2 separate regions of the Mus musculus genome follow, and region 1 is linked to region 2. The links are chromatin contacts, called in public Hi-C maps. All regions are on one chromosome and are shown on one strand. The core of a region is the stretch at or near the end of the contact, and the rest is flanking DNA. Distances in the headings are between cores, read along the strand shown. Region 1 holds the start of Lyst (lysosomal trafficking regulator). Region 2 overlaps Nid1 (nidogen 1).

What was found. Hi-C and Micro-C count contacts between places; a contact is called where the count stands out from the background.
Region 1: a Hi-C map of liver shows a contact between it and region 2, with 3 times the contacts expected there. The contact joins the promoter of Lyst here to the enhancer-like site in region 2. A contact is called at or near these places in 2 of 39 promoter capture datasets (cranial neural crest and liver), 1 of 484 Hi-C or Micro-C datasets (liver), 1 of 115 datasets of contacts at active chromatin or transcription factors (embryonic stem cells) and 1 of 9 other capture datasets (adipose tissue).

What each region holds. Positions count from the first base shown.
Region 1 is chr13:13,588,380-13,592,514 of GRCm38.p6, reverse strand. Lyst (lysosomal trafficking regulator) reads right to left here and starts at 2,106. Exons shown (of 53, transcript NM_010748.2): 1 at 2,019-2,106. It overlaps Gm30836 (a long non-coding RNA gene), which reads left to right and starts at 1,314. Exons shown (of 2, transcript XR_382086.4): 1 at 1,314-1,781.
Region 2 is chr13:13,462,657-13,467,136 of GRCm38.p6, reverse strand. Nid1 (nidogen 1) reads right to left here. Exons shown (of 20, transcript NM_010917.2): 2 at 3,116-3,415; 3 at 1,601-1,827. Among named protein-coding and RNA genes, the nearest start is that of Nid1, 27 kb to the right of the region's middle. Within about 2 kb of position 3,011, at least 10 of the 459 cell types and tissues checked have an H3K27ac peak or open chromatin away from gene starts, as enhancers often do. A contact at or near this core is called in liver, where this site is marked.

The sequences.
Region 1 (4,135 bases), core at 857-3,356, 130 kb before region 2:
CTTGGGTGTTTAATTTTATCCCCTAAAACCTAACCTCCTTACCAAGCCTATTCTTCTCAGAAAGCTCTCAGTACCTCCCTATTCTAGTCTATCTTTCTTGCTAAAGACAAAATTGTTGCTGTCCTCTACATTTCTATACACAATGTATTAAAAAGTCAATAACCTCTCACCACAGCCACAAATTCCTAAATCATTTCTGGCCTCATTACTTGGTATCTCTGCTTCTGTTTCTGCTATCCCTTCCCCCAAATGGTGGTATATTTTCCAATTAGTCATAATATGGCTCCTTTGAAAATCAAGTTTGATTATATCAGCTTGTAATCAAAAAGAGGTCTCCTCTCCCTACAGAGGCTTATAAAGCCTTTCACAATCTGATCTCTCACCCTTTTAATCTGTTGGTACTCTACGACTCTTACTTAACTGGCTCCAACACGGCCAGACCCGCCTCTCAGCTCTCTTCTGACTCCAGTCTCCACACTATTGCCTCAGGGCTTTTGCAAGTGGCTTTCTCACTGCATATCCTTCCCTCAGAAAAGAGCATGGATCACCCCTTACTTCCTTCCGGTTATCAAATTTTTTTTCCAGAAGGCCTTTCCTAACTACCTCTAATCAAATTGCAGCCCGTTTCTGGCTCTGTCTTCTCCCTGCTTTTTCTCTAAGTCCTTTAACATCATCTGACAAGGACATATTCTTCTTACTTATTGTCTGAGGTTCTTCCAGAATATGTATGACCCAAGAAAGGGGGTATTTATCTGTTTATAAAACGTGTCTGGTCCACAATAGGTACTTAAACATCTTTACTAAATGCATATGCTCTATATGCAATTTATTGTCTGGGAAGTATTTTAATGGAAACTAAATAACAGAAACTCATCTCCCCCTTACGTCCTCTATCTTCCAAAGTCTCTCAATATCTGTATGTGTTAGTGTCAACGTGGATGACAGCAACGAGCAGCAGAAAAGTTACTTGCAATGCTCTGTAAATACAGATATCCCCTACCAATCAGCTACATAATAAAAGCTAAGAGCCAACATCTTTATTAGTATAAGGTTACTAGGTGTGGAAGTTAAAAGTAAAGGCAGACCAGCCAAATGCCTTTCAGGAAGAAAAAGCTCAAATTAATGTGCCATATCAACCTGTTAAACAAACCCTGGAGAAAATGCACAATGAATTTGATCCTTAAGGAAATACTGGCCAGAATTCAACACAAATGTGTGTTCTACACGAGTCAACACCTTAAAATTTTTTTCTCACACCATCAACTACCAAGCAAGAGCTGTGTCTGTCTGTCTCTGTCTCTGTCTCTGTCTCTGTCTCTGTCTCTCTCTCTCTCTCTCTCTCTCTCTCTCCATCAAGGATGTTTTGCTGTTTTGTTTATCCCTCTGAGGATTGGATGAGGACACTTTTCTTGACTCCCTGAGCTCCAACCCTCCATCATGAACCCTTGGCCTCCGGTGGCAGAGGAAATCTCCCTGGGTCACGTCCCTATTATATTAGCATCTCAGCCACCGCTCCAGAGGTGCGCGCGAACCACGAAGGGTTGTTTGCAGAGTCCCGCAGCAGGTGTCACGGGCAGGGAAGGGACAGCAAGGACTCCGAAGCACCAGGGTGGGGAATGACAGATGGACCCGCGGCGCGAAGTGAGACGCCCTGAACCTGTCAGCTCCCGCTGTCACCTGCTGGGAAGGACCGGGCAGGCTGAGGGTAGCGGCGGTCCGGGACAAGCGCTTCCCGAGGTGAAGCGCCCCCTGAGGACACCGTCCGCCGCACCAGCCGGCCGGTAAGTAAAGTTACTATGGGGTCCGCGCCGCCGCCACAGCCCTCGGGGCCCGGGTCCGCCTCAATCAGCAACTGTGCAGAGCTCAGAAGGCAAGCGAACCCCGGCCGGGCCGAGCTCCGGGCACCACCCCGTTCCCTTAGCGCGGCACGACCCCGCCCGGGCGGCCCGCCACCTTCCCGCCATGCCCCGCTGAGGTCGAGACCCTGACCCTCTAAAGGAGCCCGCTGCGGTCTTTACCTCCGCTCTGTGGTCCGCCGCGCGCTCTCGCCCGCCGGTGCAGGAGAATCCCGACTCACCAAGGCTGCCAGGCCAGCGTGAGCTCTCACCCCCGCCCCCTCAGGTAACCCGGGAAACCGGGAACACCACCCCCTTCCTCCCCCGCCCAGACCCAGACCCGCTCCTCTGCGCGTGCGCACCGTCCCCGCCTCGAGCGCCTAAAGTCCCGCCCCACCGGGAGGGCACGCTGGGGTCGCCGACGTGATGCGTGGAGAATCTCAGCCAATGAGAGGAAGAAGGCGGGACAAATGCAGCGAGGAGGGCCCTGTGCAGCTTCTCTGAACTCCACCCCTCCCGGCCGCATAAAGCTTCGTCCATCCCAGGCGATTCAGCCCCTAAAAGCGCAAGCCTAGTGTCTTCTTTCTACTGTAAACTCACGTTTACTGGGAAAATTACATCTTTGTTGAAGACTGTACAAAGTGACTGACTGTCTAGAACTTTACCATTACGGAGAGATGATGATCAGTAACCAAGATTATCTTGGACTATCTTTAGGTTCTTTAAAAAAACTGCTTATTACCAACCTTTGTAGCTGACCTAAGATCTTTGTGCCTGTTATGTAAAAAGTTTGGAATGTATTGTTAAACTTAGCCAACGACTGGCTTTTCAGCAGTGCTCAAAAGAAGAGTATCATCAGCTGGAGATTTTCCTGCTATGCTGTAGCCTACCTCCCCGATGTCCTTTCCGCTATATTTGGCAAATGTATTGATTTATGGTCTTTTGTTCTATGGCTATAAGACTGCGTGTAAACCTCTTTCACAGTAGAACATGTAATTCTGGGAAACCCGAATCTCTGTTACTAAGCACTATTCACTCAAAGTTGCCTCAGAATAAACTTTCTTTTGGTTTTTGTTTTGTTTTGTTTTGTTTTGTTTTTTCATGGACAGTATGTGCAATAAACTGTTGTCCTATTTTCTGTTGGAGGTCACAGGATTAAAAAAAAAAAAAAAAAACAAAACAAAAGACAAAAAACGGAAAGGTTCACCAAGATGGAAGCAGGGCTATCCTCAAGATAGCATTGGGGCCTGAACTTATATTTCTGTCAAACAGAAAGAGAGAAACTTGCAAAAATTCTGGGTCCAGGTATGATACCCTACCTAGCCCTGTTCAAATATGCTAGCATACAGTGGGCAATGTGACAAAGATCCTTGCTTAAAGCAAACTTTAGTCAGACTTTGAACCTTCTCCTTGGCCCATGTGCTATGTGTGCACATCTTTGTAAACTCTAGGTTTAGCAATCGCCAAGGCAGTTTAGCAAGAACCCACACATACACAATCACACCCTCCCTATCTACAAAATCTCTCAGTCCCCACCTTTGGTATCTATTCATGCTGGCCTGCCTTCAGCATGAATCTTGTGAGGTTGATGCTACCAACATTCACCTATGTTGGTATCAACCATGAGCTCCACGTTTCTTGACTATAAATCCCCAGGTATCCCTAGTGTGTTTAAATCAGAGGCCAACTATGTACCTGGGTTCTTTTTGTTATGCTAGTCCTGGATAAAATTTGTCTTTGCCATTTTAACTTGTGCCCAGCTTTGGTTTTCTCATGACTATTAATGTTATACACTTTAATATACCAACCTCTTCTGAGTGTGGGAACCACAAGTTAAACAAAAGGATATCTGATCCTCACTACAGTCCAACTAAACCTAAGACTGACAAAATGATGCTGCTGTAGGCATTTTGACAGCTTAGGGGCCACCCTTCCTCTTCTTCCAGCCACAACTGTGGCGGGCCTTTGAGATAACAGAGGCATGGGGGGGAAAGTCAAAGCTATTGATATATTTGGTATCATTTGGCAGTTTTCAAGGTCTTCCCAAATAATACAATTAATAATCAAATAGTCTACAGCTTGATCCTGTAGCAGAAGAGAGGGTGGAGAGATTTACAATCAGTGACAGAAAAAAACACTGGAACCCCCATGTTCACCACCAAAGAATACACATGACAGTCAGAACATGTCTGAGAAAAGCCCATAGCATACACATGTGAGGAAAGGCAGGAGCTGTGTGAAAGACCCATAAAGACTCACAACCACCGTGGCCCATGCTTTGAGCCTTTGATCTTTCTCCA
Region 2 (4,480 bases), core at 1,762-4,261:
CTAGGCCATCTTTTGATACATATGCAGCTAGAGTCAAGAGCTCCGGGGTACTGGTTAGTTTATTATGTTGTTGTACCTACAGGGTTGCAGATCTCTTTAGCTCCTTGGATACTTTCTCTAGCTCCTCCATTGGGGGCCCTGTGATCCATCCAATAGCTGACTGTGAGCATCCACTTATGTGTTTGCTAGGCCCTGGCCTATTGTTTTGTTTTTAAGACAGGGTACCTCACTGCCCTGGGGTTCACAAAGTAGACAAGAATGGCTGGCAAAATGCCAGGGGCCCATCCATCTCAACTTCCCAAGGTTGGATTTATAAGCAGACACCACCGTGTCTGGCTTTTTATGGGGGTATGGAAATAGTAGTCAGGTCTTGTGCCAACTGAACCGTTTCTCTAGTCCTGTTGTGTTTGGGGGATTTTCTTTTGTTTTACTTTGCTTCGCTTTAGGATGAATTTTATTATTTATTTATGTATATATATGTGTGTGTGTGTATGTGTGCATGTGTATATATATATATATATATATACATATATATATGTGTGTGTGTGTGCATGTATATATATATATGTGTGTGTGTGTGTGTGTGTGTATGTATGCATATATAGATGTATGTGTATGTCTATATTTGTATGTACATGTACATGCAAGTTCCCAGAGTGGCCAAAGAGGGAGATCAGATCCCTTGGAGCTGAGCTGGAGTTACAGAAGACAAAATGGGGAAAGGGGATTAGGCTAAAGAATATTGGGAGTTGTAAGATTTTTAACTCTTAAAAACCAGTCTGGGACCAGGCATGATGTCTTACACCTGTAACCCCAGCACCTTGGAGGTGGGGGCTGAAGAATCTCTGGTTCAAGGTCATCCATCCTTCTCTATGTAGAAAGTTTGGGGACAGCCTGGGCTATATGAGATCCTGTCTCAAAATACCTAAACAAAACAAAAAGCCAATAATCTTGGCTATCCCTCTCTTTTGTATAATATCCTGTTATCTCTTGCTTCTCTACACTAACATTACAACGAGGCTTCACTGCGTGCAGTAAAGAACTGTTCTGCATCAGTGTGGAGGAAAACCACACTTAGTTTAGGTTCCTGGCAGGAGACAGGTTTAAATTTCCATTATTTCTGACTTCAAACTCAGAGGACACAGTAGAGACAGTTTTGCATGAAGGTGCACTCTAAATAACACACTACTGGGGCTAGAGAGACAGCTCAGAAATTAAGAGCATTGGTAAGTCCTCCAGAGAGACCCTCTGGGTTCAATTCCCAGCTTCCATGTGGTGGCTCAGAACCATCTGTAATTTCAGTCCCAGGGGATCCAATGTGTTTCTAGTCTCCACAGGCACTGCATGCATATGATGCAAAATGCTAATACATACAAATAAAGATGAAAATAAACAAAAGACCTCTTCATGCTAAATAAATTCCCTAAGATTCATCAGGAAAAAAATACAGTTTCACCATTTAAATATCTCTCTATAAAATTTAAATCTATAAGAACATTTTTAGGTAATTTAATACTTACTACATTTTGTTTGGTAAAACAATATAATAATATAATTAAGGGGAATCTAATGAAGAAAAACAAATAAAGAATATGCATACTTAGCCAAATTTTCAATTGATTCTCTGTCATTGGCAAATATGTTATAGGCTCCGTTGCTCTTCCATAGAAATCCTACTAGACCTTTGCTGAAACCAACCACAGCAGGTACTTGGCTTTCATCCTTCTTCGAGAATGTTGTAAAGAACTGTAGACCATCTTCAGGATAAAGGAAAATGGCATAGGAGCTGGAATTTGAGGAGGCCAGAACAGCCTGGAACGTGTTTCTCTGTGAAGATGAGTTAAAAGTCAGTTTCTAGCAATACAACCATACTCTCAAAGCATGCTGTTCACTGGGTTCCTTGTAGAAAGGACAGGGGAGAGCCAGCAGCACTCCACCTCACTTTCCTACAATTGAGACTGTGCCGTCTACACAGAGAGGTGGATCTATAGACAAATATAGCCTAAATCTGAGGACAGATGTTGTAACAGAGATGCGTGCAGCGTGCTACATGTAGGTCAAATGAGGAAGAATCCTGTGTTGGGTAGGGTAGGGGTAGTTCTTGGGAAGCCCGTGATGGTCAAGGCTTCACAGGAGGGCCTGGGTTTACAATCAGGAGGAGGTCATGTCAAAGACAAACGACAGTGAGGCAAAACATACCAGAACAAAGGAAAAGGTATGCTTCAGGCAAATATAAGAGCTTGATATAGGACTGGAGAGATGGCTAAGTAGTTAAGAGCACTGACTGCTCTTCTGAAGGTCCTGAGTTCAAATCCCAGCAACCACATGGTGGCTCACAACCACCCATAATGAGATCTGACCCCCCTCTTCTGGTGCTGTCTGAAGACAGCTACAGTGTACTTATTTTTAATAAGAAATAAATCTTTTTTTAAAAATGAAATATATCTTAAAAAAAAAACAGTTTGATACAACTGCTGAAGAGGGTATATGGAGTCTTATTAGGTTAGTCCCAAGAGGCAGGCAAGAGCTGAGTATCCTTGGGTCAGGCAATCTTCCAATTTTGCAAAGCATATGAGATATGCAGACCCACCACAGGCCTCTCCAAAATGTGTTCTGTGGAATGCTATGTGTCCCATGGAGGTCAGTGATAAGAGGAGATAAGGCTAAGAGTTTGGGGATCGTTCCATTAAGTGTCAGTAAGGCAGCTTCTTTACGAAAGGACTTTTCTCCACTCAGGAGGGGCACGTTGATCAGAACCTTGATATCTAGCATTTCCTATTAATAACTTCTCTATAATTAGAAGCTATCGTCCCACTCTTTCTCAATTAAAGAAGGAACACAGGTACTATTTCCCAGGCATATGTTTGCCATGGAGCAATCTCCTCAAATACCTGGCTTTCTCAACATCAGACAGTCACAGAAGTGATTCAGACAGCCCTACAGATAAGCATCTGGAGTTTGCTGACCTGCATGCAACAGGCAAATTTCACTGGACTTTGCTCTAGACTTCCTGTCTTGAGCAACAGGATAGGCATGTTGTCCATTGGAACAAGCGCAAAGACTACAGTCAACATACCAGACCAGATACCTGCATCTCCATGTGGGGTGCACTCACCTTGCCTTCCTCGGCAGGGCTGCTGCTGGGCCCTCCATAAGGGGCCACAGATTCCCAAGTGACAACCACCACACTAGTGGGCTGGAAAGAGACCTCCGGGAAGCCTCTCTGGACATACTCTGCTGCCATCTGAATAATGAACGGGGATAAGTCTTCTCGATAATACACATTCCCCAGGCCATCGGTTGTGTCCAAGTCAGCCAGGAAAGGCGCTACTGAGCCGAAGCTGGGTGGGAAGGTTCCGGGATGGTATTCTGTGGCTGGGGGTTCGCTCATGGCGATGATACCATTTGTGGTGACCTGTAAGGAACCGAGTGTGGTTAGAGAGAATGCAAAGATGAACTCCTTAAGGGAATGTTAGGGTTCGATTTTAAAACAATCTCTACAAATTTTCCAGCTGGTGGTACTATTTTGAGAGGCTGTGGGATCATGAGCCACCACTGGAGCCTGTCTGACTGAAGGAGACCACCAAGAACAGGCCTTTGCTCCTAGCTCCCGCCTTGCTCTCTGTGCTCTAATCAGCTATCATGTGAACAGCCTCTGCCACAGGGTCTCATCACACAGACTGTGCAGCTTCACGATGCTCCACGATACCTTCCCCACTATGATGGGATAAAAGCTCACCAGAACCATGAGCCAAAATAAACCAGCCTTTCCTCCATTCAGTTGTTGCTATCAAGTGGTTAGAACAGATACAAAGACACAGATGTAACTAACACAGCAAGTGATCTCTCCCTCACCGGATACTGTTGCAGTTGCCCGTGGAACACAAAATAAACAGAATGGGAGAAAGTGATAAGTCTGACTGGCAAAACCACCAACATGATACGCAGGTGGGGTGGGGGTATGAAGGATATGGTAGACAAGAATCTTAGAACATGATGCAGGGTGCTTCATGTCAAGTGTGTCAAATACGGGCAGTCTCTCAAATATCTCCTTTCCCTTCTGTGTCCTCCTGACCAAAATAGTGAGAGCAACAGAGATTTGTTGACTGCCAACATTATCCAAATGACTAATTAACTCTGCAAGGGCTTCCACACTGGGTCAGTGTTATACCACTCTTGGTACCAGAGAGAGCTGGATACAGCCCCACTTTAAAGGAACCCAAAGTCCAAAGGAAGGGAAGGCTAACACAGATGATTAAATGAATGTGTTAAGAGGTAAACCTGCATACTGTTGATAACTACTGTGACTAGCTTAGTGCATAAAATACCACCTAACAGCATTAACAGTTCACCACTTTGTAGGTAGCATCTAATCTTTGGGAAAACACCAGAAGGCTAGGTGTCACCGGTACCCATATTTCTCTAGTAGGAAAATTAAGTAAAGCAATTAACTTGTCCAAAGTCACCATATATAAATAAC